4 separate regions of the Mus musculus genome follow, and regions 2, 3 and 4 are each linked to region 1. A link is a contact called in public HiChIP or PLAC-seq and promoter capture Hi-C data. All regions are on one chromosome and are shown on one strand. Each heading gives the region's core, a stretch centred on a gene start, on an enhancer-like site or on the middle of the called end of the contact. The rest is flanking DNA. Distances are from core to core; before and after follow the strand shown. Region 1 holds the start of Mxra7 (matrix-remodelling associated 7). Region 2 has its middle 17 kb from the start of Snhg20. Region 3 holds the start of Prcd (photoreceptor disc component). Region 4 holds the start of St6galnac2 (ST6 (alpha-N-acetyl-neuraminyl-2,3-beta-galactosyl-1,3)-N-acetylgalactosaminide alpha-2,6-sialyltransferase 2).

Region 1 (3,067 bases), core at 208-2,707:
CAGGAGAGTGTGGTAGCTCACATCTGTAATCCCAGCACTGGAAGGGCTCAGGGTCTTAGACTAAAATAAGGCTCATATACGTTGCATGGCCTGTAGGGGTCAGAAGCCAGGAGCCTAGAGACAAAGCCTTTTTTGTATAGTTGAGTTTTTCTCATCAACTACCACTAAGAGGAGACACATCCCCCCTTAAGCCCAGAGGCTGTGGTTATAGGATTGGGCCCTTCCCGCTGCTGACAGGGGATCCTCCTGTCATGGCTGGAGCTCACAAGTGAGATGGTGCTGTTTCTTCCCAGTAAGATAGTCACTCTCCCTGGTAGGATGTGGCTCCTACCGTGGTAGAGCACTTACCATTGTATGTGTAAGTATGTTGGTAGGCTTAGGATTCCTTCCCCTCTGCCACATGTCAAGAACAAAACAACTCTGGTCTAGCATCTAGCCAAAGCTGGAGCCCCGTTTTGTTGTGTGAGCTGAGACTGCTCAGGTTGGTCTACTGGGCTTTCTAAATAGCTGGGAAGCCCAACCCCTTTCTGTTCTTTTGAGACAGGGTCTCATGTAGCTCAGGCTGAAACGGGACTCACTATGTAACCCTGACAGGCTTTGAATGAATTCTACCTCCACCTCCTGAATGCTGGGGTTACAGGCACCTGTTAAGCCCAGTTGCTTTCTGTTGTTCTTTGTTTCTGACAAACTTTGCCCTGTATTTATTCAAAGTAACTAAAAGGCGGATGGGGTGTGCTAGGGAGGTAGACAGTTGCTACAGTGTGTTTTACACTTTAACCAATAGAGAGAGCAGTGGGAAAGATACAGAAAAACAAAACCAGCCTTCTTAACACCATCTTCACAGCTGTGAGCTCCAGCCAGCAGCAGGAAGAGCCCAATCCTATCCCCACAGCCTCTGGGCTGGAGGGGATGTGTCTCTTCTCAGTGGTGGTTAACGGAAACTTGTGAATGCTGCAACTGCGGGCCATGCTGCCAACCTCTCATCTCTTTCCGCCATGTCTCATAGGCAGTCTAGACAGCCTGGGGCTTGCTTGTGTAAAGCAGGCTGTATTTGAACGCACATAGACCCATCCGTCTCTGCCTCTGGAGTTCTGGGATTTGTTATCAAAGGCAAGAGCCACCATGTCCCTAGTAGAAACTTAAGAGTTCTTTGGAAGGGCTGGTGAGATGGCTCAGCGGTTAAGAGCGCTTCCATAGGTCCTGAGTTCCAATCCCAGCAACCACATGGTGGCTCACAACCATCCGTAACGAAATCTGATGCTCTCTTCTGTTTGCACTACCATCTCTAAATGAACTTCTGTAGGGCAGAAATGCACTGAAGCCTGAGCTGAGATGGTGCCCCAGAGCGAGCTTTTCAGCGCCTCCCAAGGTCCGAACTCCGAATCACTCCAGGGCGCGAGGGGCGTGGGCTTGACGAAACTCCGCCCCTGGGCGTGGCCTGGCGGCGGGGCGCGGCGGGTTCCCTCGGGGTCCGGGCTGGCGGCCACTCGGCGGCCACGGCGCGATGGAGTCGCCGGTCGAGCTGCTGGCCGCGCTACCCGCGCTGGTCACGGCGCTGGCGCTGCTGCTCGCCTGGCTGCTGCTGCGGCGTGGGGCGGCCCGGGTCCCGGCCCCGGAGAGCACCGCCTCGGACGAGGCCCCCGGGGCTCCTGCGCCGCCTGAACCTCCAGAGTCTTGCGCCCCGGAGCCTGCACCGGAGGGACCGAGCCAGTCCGAGCGCGTGGCGGAGCCGGAGGAGTCCGAGGCGGAGGAGCCAGCGGCCGAGGGGAGGCAGGTACGCTCCGAGATCGCCGTGGGGTCCCCGGGAGGGCGCCTACGAGCCTGCTGGCTGGACCTGCCCAGGAAGGGCCGAGCTAGTGGCCGGCAGGAAAGGAGGGTTCCTGGGGCTGGGACGCTCCATCCTCCCCCAAAGTGCCTCCAAGTGCCTTGCTTTGGAGCTGTCCTCCCTTCCTCCCCGTCCTGGCCGTCCCGGGCCTTTCAAGGCCCTTGACACTCTGCCCTGCAGCACCCTCCTCTTGCCTGGCTTCTGCCCACCCTTGCCTAAATCCACAAACACGTGTCCTACTTCAAGGTCTGAATTAAAGTGAGCTCTCTCTTGACAACACAGTACTTTGGGGTGGGATGTGCAAGAAGAGAAGTTGCCTGTCTTTTAGGTCAACTCGAATCCAGATTCCAGAGTCAGTGTGGGCGTTTTGTGAGGCTGGAAGGACGGGACTGAGGAAGGCACTTACTGGGACCATGGTATTGTAGCTTTCAAACTGCTTGTAGGCGTTGACACCTCCTCACCCCCCCACCCCCTGCGTTGGGATGAGCCCAGCTTATATGAAACAAAAGGTGCAAGAGGAGGCCCTGACCATCGCAGTTGATACCCCCAAACTACCTTGCCCACCTCCTAGGAGCTATCAGCTGACCAGTCTTCAGGGTACCCCTCACGCGTTCAGTCTCTGAGATGCATCTTTGCAGATTGGATCCGTGCTTGCCCGGGATACTGGGATGTCACAGTGCCAGGCCAGGCCACATGCTCTGGTCTCTGGTCAGATTTCAATACTTTGTTCTTGGGTGGCAGGATGGTTAGGAAGCCGTGGGCTAGCATAGTGGAAGCTGTGGGCAAGCCGTGGGCTAGCCGCCGTGGGCAAGCTGTTGGCTCTCTGCAGCCGCCTCCTTCCCTTGCTGGATACAATGGTTTACCCTGGAGTGAAGCTCTTGGGACAGGAGAGGCGGCAATGAGACTGGGCTCAGGCCTTTCTCTGCTGAGTCTGCCAGACTCCCTACTAGCAGGCTCTTTGCTTGACAAGTGGGTGACTAATTGTGTCATTAGAGTGGCTTCTAACTAGCCCTGAATAGGAGAACTATTGTGTTCAGCCCAGAGAGAATGGAAGGCTGCTGGGAGCTCACAGTCCTGGAGTGAGGGCCAGGTGGATTTGGGATTTCTCTCAGGCTCTCCCTGGTTGTCCCCATCAGCCCTGTTTCAAATGGTTCGCCTATTTCCTATTTCGCAGCAGCAGATTCAAGATCAAAGTCCAAGGTGTCTTTAAGCAGGGCACAGTCCTGACTTTATCCTCTGGAG
Region 2 (3,067 bases), core at 356-2,855, 230 kb before region 1:
GCATATGGAGGACAGAGGCTAGACTGGGGTGCATAGCAGCCATGTTACTTTCTAGCCCCCAAGGAAAGTTGTATACATTTGTTTTAAGATTTGTTTTTATTTTTATGTGTAGGAGTGTTGTTTTGTCTGCCTATGTTTGTGGACCACGTGTGTGCTTAGTACCTGAGGTCAGAAAATGGGGTCAGGTCCCTTGGAACTGGAGTTAAAGAAGGTTGTGACCTACCATGTGGGAGCTGGGAATTGAACCAGGCTAAGATCAGTAAGTGCTCTAACCACTGAGGCAACTCTCCAGCTTTTAACCCCTTCTGATAATTAGCACCAGTGACACCTGAATAAAAACAGGATGATAAACCGGGCGTGGTGGCGCACGCCTTTAATCCCAGCACTCGGGAGGCAGAGGCAGGCGGATTTCTGAGTTTGAGGCCAGCCTGGTCTACAAAGTGAGTTCCAGGATAGCCTGGGCTATACAGAGAAACCCTGTCTCAAAAAAAAAAAAAAAAAAAAAAAAAAAAAAAAAAAAACCAAAAAAAACAAAAGAAAACAGAATGATAGCAAGACACAGTCACTGTTCCCCCCAAGGTATATGCTGTGTCACCCAAAAAACTTTCCTCTTCTTTGCCCAAATAGCCTGGGGGACCTCTGCTGTCCCAGTGGTTTAGACTGTCCCTGAGAACCACTGTCATATGTCTGATTGCCTGCCAGAGGTCCTCCAGTAGGGGCAGGACAGTCTAGCCTTAGGGCTATCAATCGTCACCTTGAAAGGGCTTTTTAATCACAGCTCCGGAGGCAGCCTGAAAAAGACATTGATCTTTGCCCACTAAGTCTTTGCCCGCTGAGCCTTAGCGCCAGGTGGCCTGCAGAGCCTGAGATAGAACAGGGCAGCTGCTCAGAGGTTAAATGCTCTTGCCACCCCCCCCCCCCCCCCCCCGCTGTCCACCCGGAAGTGAAGGGTGAAAGTGGGTGGCAGAGTCTCCGCACCTGCTTGCCATCAAGCTGTGATGGTCCCACACACGGCACACCGGTGTGCACTATAGTAACACCTTGGACGTTCCAGGTTGAAAGAGGATTATCAGTCCCCACACCACTGTTGGCAGGAGTTTGGGATTCCAAAGCCCTGGCAAGTGGTAGAATGTTCATCCCCCAAAGCTTCCCTCGGGACTTGGGAGAGGGAGGGAGGAAAAAAAAAAGATGTGGGGATGGAAGGGATAAAAGGTTCCTTTCTTCCTCAAATTGGAACCACACGTCAGATGAAAATAACGTGTCTTGGAGGTTTCGATAAGATAGAAGAGAAAATTGCCAGAGATGTGTTCAGGGCCGCGGCTGGCTTCTTATCTTCTCCTGCCCCTGTCAATCCAAGACAGTGTTTTCTGCTGATGAGAAAGCCCGGAAGACGGAACAAAGGCTGTCTTGGAAACACGGTCCCGCAGAACATTAGCCCGTTTTTTTAAAAAGCATTTTAATTTCATGGCTTTCACTCGAATGGTTGTTTTCTGATTCCAGAGGCAGCTGGATGGGGGGAGAAACAAAGTGTGGCTGCTAATTAGTGCTGTGTCTTGCTGGCTTTGTTCAATTGGTGCCTTTTGTTTGAGCCTAAATGCGTTTTCCAAGCCACTTGGCTGCTAGGGTGCATCGTTCTCCCAGTTCGGTGGTTCCAGAGAGCCTTGTGCAGTGACAGAGGGAGGCAGCTCCAACAGCACCTTCTGGCTTTAGGGAAAAGATGTCACTAACGGTATAAGCTAATGTGTCCGCTCCTACTCAACATGCATAGGTTGGAGTCCTGACTGCTAGGACCCTGAACTGTGTGTGACCTCATTTAGAAACAGGGGCTATAAAATAATTTTTTTTTTTTTTTTTTTTTTTTGGTTTCGAAGCAGGGTTTCTCTGTGTAGCCATGGCTGTCCTGGAATTCACTTTGTAGACCAGGCTGGCCTCGAACTCAGGAATCCGGCTGCCTCTGCCTCCCGAGTGCTGGGATTAAAGGCGTGCACCACCACGCCCGGCATAAAATAAGATTTATTTTATTTTTTTATTATGTGTGTACTCGTCGTGGGTGTGTGGACTGGGTATCCCTAGAGCTGTAGTATAGGGCTCATGAGCTGGAACTGACCTCAGATCTCCTGCATGCTCTTAATCACCTCTTCAGCCCTGGGGGCGGAGTCTCTACAGAGGTGATCAACTGAAGATGTCTTAGGGTCTCATCCCATGACTGGTGTTCTTAGCAGGAAGGCCGTAGGTCTGGGGAGGGTGGCTCAGTCAGGAAAATGCTGGCCTGAGTTCAGTCCCCAGAACCTGTGTAAAAAAGATGGCAGCTGTGTAAAAAAGATAGCGGCCCTGCACACTTCTAATCCTGACGGGAGGGGGACGTGGACCTCCAGGCTTGCTGCCAGGCAGCCTAGCCCAACTTGGAGAGTCCAGACTAGTGAGAGAGGCACACAGATGACTACACATGCGCACGAAAGAGAGGAAGTGCAGACGCAGGCACACAGGGAAAACGATCTGAAGAGACACAAGGAGAAGACAGCTACCTGCAAGCCAAGGAAAGTGGACTCAAAAAGAACTAGGCCCTGCCCAGACCCCAGCTTTGGACTTCTGGCCTCCAGAATCCTGAGAAAAATCAGTATCCATTGTTTAATCTCAATTGTGAGACTTAGCTATGATAGCCATAGGACACTGAAACAGCCACTAAAGAGCTGGTGGGCTGGAGGGAGGAGGAGGCTGCCTCAGTTTCCCCTGCTTAGCTCAGCAAGGATGAGGTGGTAGAGATAGTTACAATCCTCTACGGAGCCCTCAGCTCTCCTGTGAGAATTCTTTCCTTGGGGAACTGTAAACAATGTCTACCCCTCTTCTAAGGTCCCCACAACAAACTGAAGCATGAGTCCACCAGAGATCCCCATGGGGGAGCCATGAGTCCAGCAGAGATGTCAGGTGTCTGGGGACTGGCCCTGGGATGTGTCCTGCATGTATCAGGGACGTCACTGTCTTTCTGGGGTGGGTAATTAAGGAGCTCCGTGTGGTGATTAAAGGCACACATCCTTCAAAGGTAGGAGCAGACCAACCTTATGTGGAA
Region 3 (3,067 bases), core at 262-2,761, 170 kb after region 1:
CAGCCGGGAGGACGGCTATGCAGCCAGGACCAGGACAGCTATGTAGCCAGGAGGACAGCTATGCAGCCGGGAGGACGGCCATGCAGACGGGAGTACCACTATGCAGCCCAGAGTACAGCTAGCACGAGTTCCCAGTTCCACTGTGCTTCCGCAGCTGTGCAGCTGTTGTCCACAACTCCAGCTTTAGGGGGCATGGTATGTGTTTACCCGCCCACACTGACTTGAGCCAAGTTAGTAAGGACACCCTCCTCCTGTGGGCCCCAAATCCTGAAGGCCCGGGAGATCTTTTTTGCCCTTTGTTTTCACTAAAAGTGAGAGTTGATCTTGGGATCCTGCCCATGCTAGGGAGTCCACGGGACATAACCTTACACATAGGTACTAAATTGACACTTTTGTAGTGTCTTGACGGGCGTGGAGACTCTGGAAAACCAGGGAAGGAAAAGTCAGGAAGAATGCACAACTTTGCCTCCCCAAAGGCCACATGGCTGCAACCTAAGGAAGAGTTAACTTTCAGGCCATTGGAGACAGCGTCCTGCCCGCAGGGGCAGCCCAGCCAATGACACTTAGTGTCGATGACGTCATGCACCTCCTGCGCCTTCTATTGGGGACTGGACAGCGAATCCTGCTGGAGGTTCAGGCAACGGAGCTGCAGAGCCCGTCCGTGGCAGAGGAAGGAGGAGGAGGAGGGCCAAGGACAAGAGAGCAGCAAATCGACCCAGAGTGGCTCCTGCCTCCTCCCTCTGCTCCCTGCTCCTCCAACAGAAGGTCCTCCTGGGGACTGCCCCACACTCACATCACAGAAGCAAAGCCACACAGCATTGGTTCAGAAAAGAGGAGCAAGGACTCCCTCTGCCACCTAACCTGCCCACTACACAAGGAGTGACTGGTGAGGGCTAGGGCTAGGGCTAGAACTCGGTATTTGAGTGCCTGTGCGCGCATGCGCACACAAACACAGGCGCACACACCAATAGTTTCCTTAGCACTACTTTCCCCACTCCTGACTCTCTTTCACCTGCCGGTAGATTGAAGGTCTGTGTCTGAGCCGCTGCCCACGACTGTCCCGTCCACTCTGCTGGGCTCTCTGGAAGGGAAGAGCAGGCAAGAGAACCTGTAGGCAGTGCTCAGCCCCTGCCCCACCCCTTTACCACAGTCCAGCAGCACAGCACTGGCTGCTCCAACCCACACCACTAGCTCCAAGAGGGACCCCTCCAGGGTGTCCTTTGAATTCCTTTCCAGACCAGCTTGTCTGTAACTCTCCCTGGTGGTCCCTCCCACCCACGACCCCAATCCACAGCCCCATCAGTTTCTCACGGTTCCACTCGGTTGGTAAATCTACGGCGCCACAGCATGGCCAAGCTGAACAGGAAGAGGGTGGTGCACATGGCTCAGCTGCCCCATCCCCACCGACGACCAACTCCGCTGAAGAAGGCCACAGGGCCGGGGAGCCACAATGGCCAGCCTACCTCTCCCAAGCCACCGCTGTGTTTCCTGAAGTTCCTGGGAAGGGATTAGGACGTTCAAGCTGATTAGTGGAGTGGGCAGACCTGACCTTGTGAAGAGAGATTAAACTCACCAGGCCCAAGATCTCCCCTCTAGTGGCAGAGTAAGTCAGCCTCCTTCAAGGCATGCCAGGTAACCCTGAGTGCCCCTCCAGAATGTTCTACCCAGAACATTCACTACTATCCGGGCTTTGGCATCAAGGCACGTAGTGCAATCGAGCTAAGTGAGCTACTTCCATACACTGTTAAATGTACCTGCAGAGCACTTGAGGACTTAGAAGCATCAAGGATAGCTTCAAAGAGGATCTGGGGCCTTGGCCCGGTGACAAAGACCTGTAAGCCACTGGGGAGGGGAGGAGCACCTCAAGTTCAAAGCCTGGCTGAGCTCCAGAGAGCTCTGAGGCCAGCCTGGGAAACCTAATGAGAGTGTCTCAAAGAGCTCTGAGGCGATAACTCTGTAGCAGAGTACTTGCCTGGGGTTCCAAGGCCCTAAGTTCAGTCTCCCATACGGGAGAGAAAGAGTGAGCTATCACAGGAGGTGTCTGAACGTGCAGGTGCCAGAGAAGGACGGGCCCTCAGCCAACTCTGCCGGGCTGCTGACATGAAAGCTTGCCAGTCTTCAGGGACCGAGGCTGCGAGGCAGGGGAGTTGCACTGTCGCAGCCAAGGCAGGAGAGAATGGCAGAGAGGAGAAGAGATGGATGATGGGACCAGGAGGACCAGAGAGTAGAGCGTGTGTGTGTGTGTGTGTGTGTGTGTGTGTGTGTGTGTGTGAGTGTGTGTGTGTGTGTGCTCGAGCACGTGTGTGCGTGTGTGTGAGAGTATGTGCATGTGTGTGAGAGTGTGTGCGTGCACATGTGTGTGTGCGTGTGTGTGTGCGTGTGTGTGTGTGTGTGTGTGTGTGTGTGTGTGCATGCGTGCGCGTGCACCAGGCCTCCCCTGCACCTTCTGAGCTTTCCTAATTACACTCCCTTTGCAGTAAAAGGCAGAGTCGAGGTGTGCACACAGACAGAACTATAAATTCTATCTTATATAACAATCTTATGTAATTTAGATACAAATTATAAGCTTATCAATTATATACTAGACTACTGTACCAATATAATCCTATGTTATGGAGATACAACAGTCAGAGGAGAAGTTGAGAATCGATAGAAATACTCTTTGCACATCCCACCTGGACCTCCTGGGCAACTAGCTGCCTTGGGCAGTAGGGCTTGAGTCAGCAACACAGGGCTGAGACAAGGGCTGAGTGATGCTGGGACCTAAACCCACCTGGGCCATCACCTCTCCAGGACCTTCAGTTTTCCTTCCTAAACAAGGTGGGAGGTAATGTCTCCTGGCCAGGAGTAACATCAGACACCCCAACCCTGAGCTCCAGGGAGCAGCCTGCTGGGCCTATAAAGGTTCTTGTTAACCCTCTGTGACTGAACCTTCAAGTCTGTGTTTTTTAAATTTAAAATTTTTTTGTTATTAGTGTGTGTGTGTGTGTGTGTGTGTGTGTGTGTGTGTGTGTGTGTGTGTGTGTGAGAAAGGACAGCTTGTAAGAGTCAATCTCGGGCTGGTGAG
Region 4 (3,067 bases), core at 156-2,655, 130 kb after region 1:
ACCTACATCATTAACATGGATGGGGGGCAACTCCCACGGAGGAGGAGAGAGCGAGCATCCCCAGGAAGGGAAGAAACTGTACAGGGTTAAGTAACAGCAATTTTGACAAAGGAAGAGCGCAAAGATTGAAAGGAAAAACTGGAAATCAGGGGCCATCAAAATGGCTCAGCAGATAAAGCCCAAGGTCCCGAGTTCAATTCCTGGGACAAACTTGGTAGAAGGAGAGAACGAGATCTTCTACAAATTACGTGTGCCTGCACATCAACAAGTGTATGGACATGGAGAATAAAACAAAACGTGAAAGCACAAATTCTTAGCTGTGGCCATTAGCACCACGACACTTTCAGCTCGGGAACAAAGGGCAGGATTGATTTGATTGGCTACACTCCAGGGACTCCGTCCTGGCCCACACAAGACTGGGTCGCAGACTGAAGAAGCTGCTCTTATCCACAGACCCAGGGTCTGACACTGGGCAGATACCAATTCGTGAACCCCAATTTTCTCAGCTATCAGACCAGATTAAAGCTTGGGGAGCCGAGGTCCACTCTCCCAGACTATACTGAAGAACACACCACCGATGGCTCACAGACAGAAAGGGCTCTGCTTCCAAAGAGCAGGCCAGTTTCCCCAGCCCCGGGCGATGTTGATGCTCCACCTCTCCCAGTCTCTCCGCCTCTCAGGCCAAGTCTGAGCAGCGCATGGAGAGGCCTGGCTTTTCTGCGTGTTGCCAAACAGAGAGGTAACAACCATCACCGCGGGCTCCCTGCGTGACGTCCTCCATCTCAATGGGTAGTCACCAAATAAACAGATGACAACCTAAGCCCCTTAGTGCACCCCACGGCCGGCGGCTCCCTACCTGAACCCTCCACCTTTAACCCCAAATCCAAGCTAAGGGGTTTCCTTCCATTATTTGAATATACTCTTCTGCAAGTACATAAGGTACAAGAGCCTTAACCCATCAAGTCCTCGGTCCTTGTGAGGGAGCCGGCCAGATTGTTTCACAGCTGCCAGCCACCGGCTTCTGGTCCAGAAACCTGGGGTGGACATCCCTAAGCGCACAGTGCTCAATCAGGGCAGCAGACAGCCTTGTCTCCTCGTGCCCTTCCCACCCTTCACTGCACATGCTTGCCCTGGACGGTGAGAACCGTACATCCCTGCCCGACTCTGGAATAGGTACATCCGGGGTGTGGCTCTCGTTGGAGAGCAGCCTCAGGGGTAGCCGCCATCGAAGTCCCCCGGGGACAGCCCTGGAACAGCGCTCGCGGCTCCAGCCATCCGCAGCTGCACGACGGCCTTAGAGACGCTCAGTCTCTGGAGTTGCTGCGACCTAAGGCCTGGCGAGGACACAGGGGGGAGCTGCAGGACCCGGAGGCGCGCGGCAGCCCGCCCTGGGCAGGGCGGGGCAGAGCAGGGCCGCCGCCTCCGCGGGTCCCACTGGGACGGTCCTCTCCGGCCGGGGGCTCGGTGAGCAGGGCGGCAGACGGGGCGCACCCCGGCCAGGCTCACATGGACCTCCCGCGCCGCTGGCTCTTTCGGATGTTGTTGCTCGTTGCCACCAGCTCTGGGATCCTCCTCATGCTGTACTCCTCGGCGGGGCAGCAGTCCCCTGAGACCCAGGTTCCCGCCAGGTAAGCGCTGCGGGGCGCTGCGCCCAGGGCGCGGGGAGGGCGTGCGCTCCCAGCTCTCCGGACGCCCGCGGACACCCTGGAGCGACTCGAAGCGGCGACGCGCCTTTTGCCGCCTTAATCTCAGGCTGCCTCCCGGACCCTGGGGCCTTTGCTCGGTCCGGAGCACGCTGGCGACCCTGGCGTTTTTGGTGAATTCCGTCCAGGCCTAATTGGGAAGCTCCCTGTTGCCACTTTCTTCCTGGATCCACTTTTAGGGTGGGGACTCAAGTCCCCTGTTTTTCAACTTTGTCCTTCTCTTCAGGTGGCCAGTCTCCTACTGCTTGGCTCACTCCTCACTCTGGACTCTGAGCTCAGGCCTACCTGCACCTGGCTCCCTTTTACCTGGATCTATTATTTGTTTGAGTAGTTAGCTTGATAAGCTCCATCTGGGCATGGCCCTGGGGAAATGCAAACTCCGTCTGGAAACACACAGAACTTGTTTTGAGCCTCCACCTGGCTCACTGAAGGAGCCTCGAGAGGGTTTAGCTTTATTTCGGGGAGGTGACCTAAGCCATACCTAGAATCTGGGCTTGGGCGAGGGGGTCCGGAAAAACGCACAGCGCAGCACGCAGCTTCTGCACACTCCTGAGCAAGCCTTGATGGGATGAGAACAAGTGGGTATCTAGTGTCTGGCTGAAGGACACACATCAGTCGCAAAATAACAAACCACTGAGTCTGGTCCCCTTAGCTGGCAGCGCTGAGGCTGGCAACATCCTAGAAAGGGCCTAACATGACTTCACACGGGAGGTCGGTTACAGTTGGATCACACCTCATCAGAGCTTTTCCTTTTTAAACAATATCGCTATTATTTCTTTTATTTTTGAGGTCATAAGTACTTGGTAGCCCCTTTTCTTTTCCTCCCTCTGAAGTCTCCTATATACTCCTCCTTGATGTTTCAAATTGCTGGCCCCCTTTTAAATTTTTAATTGTTGTTACATGCATATGTATATATGTACATATATGTATATACACACATATATAATGCATATATGTATATGTGAATACATAATATATACACATATACATACACACACATATATGTATGTATGTGTGTATATATATGTGTGTGTATATATATATATATATATATATACATATATATTCCTAAATATAGCCTGCTCAGTCTGTATAATGTAGTTTGTACATATGCTTTCAGGGCTGACCACTTGGTATTGGATAGCCAGCTGGCGTGCCCTCTCCTGTGGAAGACTGCCTCTGCCGCTCTCAGTGTTCTGAAGTTGACTGTAGTTCTTTGTGAAAGGGGTAAAAGCCCCAAGGTGTCTCCCTAGTGCATCTGGCAAAACCTTTTTCCTTCTCAGGAGAACTTTCTTCCTTTCAAAATCTGATTTGAGGGCTGGGGATATAGTTCAGTTGGTAGAGTGTTTGCCTTCCATGGATGA

Evidence for each region. Promoter capture Hi-C pulls out the DNA fragments that hold promoters and counts their contacts. HiChIP or PLAC-seq counts read pairs in DNA pulled down with a chosen protein or histone mark. Capture Hi-C pulls out chosen DNA fragments and counts their contacts.
Region 2: a contact with region 1 is called in an H3K4me3 HiChIP or PLAC-seq map of embryonic basal ganglia, with 2.6 times the contacts expected there. The contact joins the enhancer-like site here to the promoter of Mxra7 in region 1. A contact is called at or near these places in 5 of 39 promoter capture datasets (cranial neural crest, embryonic stem cells, hippocampal neurons and 2 more), 1 of 15 datasets of contacts at CTCF or cohesin (embryonic stem cells), 25 of 484 Hi-C or Micro-C datasets (B cells, the G1E-ER4 cell line, LSK cells and 13 more), 10 of 115 datasets of contacts at active chromatin or transcription factors (astrocytes, differentiating embryonic stem cells, embryonic basal ganglia and 6 more) and 3 of 9 other capture datasets (adipose tissue, embryonic stem cells and pancreatic islet).
Region 3: a promoter capture Hi-C map of embryonic stem cells shows a contact between it and region 1, with 2.7 times the contacts expected there. The contact joins the promoter of Prcd here to the promoter of Mxra7 in region 1. A contact is called at or near these places in 18 of 39 promoter capture datasets (the 3T3-L1 cell line, the C10 cell line, the HPC-7 cell line and 11 more), 1 of 15 datasets of contacts at CTCF or cohesin (embryonic stem cells), 84 of 484 Hi-C or Micro-C datasets (the AML12 cell line, B cells, CD8 T cells and 57 more), 33 of 115 datasets of contacts at active chromatin or transcription factors (CD4 T cells, the HPC-7 cell line, the NIH/3T3 cell line and 23 more) and 5 of 9 other capture datasets (adipose tissue, embryonic stem cells, liver and 2 more).
Region 4: a contact with region 1 is called in a promoter capture Hi-C map of liver. The contact joins the promoter of St6galnac2 here to the promoter of Mxra7 in region 1. A contact is called at or near these places in 4 of 39 promoter capture datasets (the C10 cell line, cranial neural crest, hematopoietic stem and progenitor cells and 1 more), 1 of 15 datasets of contacts at CTCF or cohesin (the NIH/3T3 cell line), 22 of 484 Hi-C or Micro-C datasets (3T3-L1-derived adipocytes, the G1E-ER4 cell line, bone marrow-derived dendritic cells and 11 more), 14 of 115 datasets of contacts at active chromatin or transcription factors (acute myeloid leukemia, craniofacial prominence, embryonic hindbrain and 8 more) and 4 of 9 other capture datasets (adipose tissue, embryonic stem cells, liver and 1 more).

Annotation. Positions count from the first base shown.
Region 1 is chr11:116,826,436-116,829,502 of GRCm38.p6, reverse strand. Mxra7 (matrix-remodelling associated 7) reads left to right here and starts at 1,457. Exons shown (of 4, transcript NM_026280.3): 1 at 1,457-1,774. The coding sequence starts at 1,505.
Region 2 is chr11:117,058,644-117,061,710 of GRCm38.p6, reverse strand. No RefSeq gene overlaps it. Among named protein-coding and RNA genes, the nearest start is that of Snhg20, 17 kb to the left of the region's middle. Within about 2 kb of position 1,605, at least 48 of the 459 cell types and tissues checked have an H3K27ac peak or open chromatin away from gene starts, as enhancers often do. A contact at or near this core is called in the G1E-ER4 cell line, the N1E-115 cell line, cerebellum and 6 more, where this site is marked.
Region 3 is chr11:116,655,552-116,658,618 of GRCm38.p6, reverse strand. It overlaps Prcd (photoreceptor disc component), which reads right to left and starts at 1,511. Exons shown (of 5, transcript NM_001163318.1): 1 at 1,312-1,511; 2 at 1,013-1,081. The coding sequence starts at 1,382.
Region 4 is chr11:116,692,998-116,696,064 of GRCm38.p6, reverse strand. It overlaps St6galnac2 (ST6 (alpha-N-acetyl-neuraminyl-2,3-beta-galactosyl-1,3)-N-acetylgalactosaminide alpha-2,6-sialyltransferase 2), which reads left to right and starts at 1,405. Exons shown (of 9, transcript NM_009180.3): 1 at 1,405-1,628. The coding sequence starts at 1,507.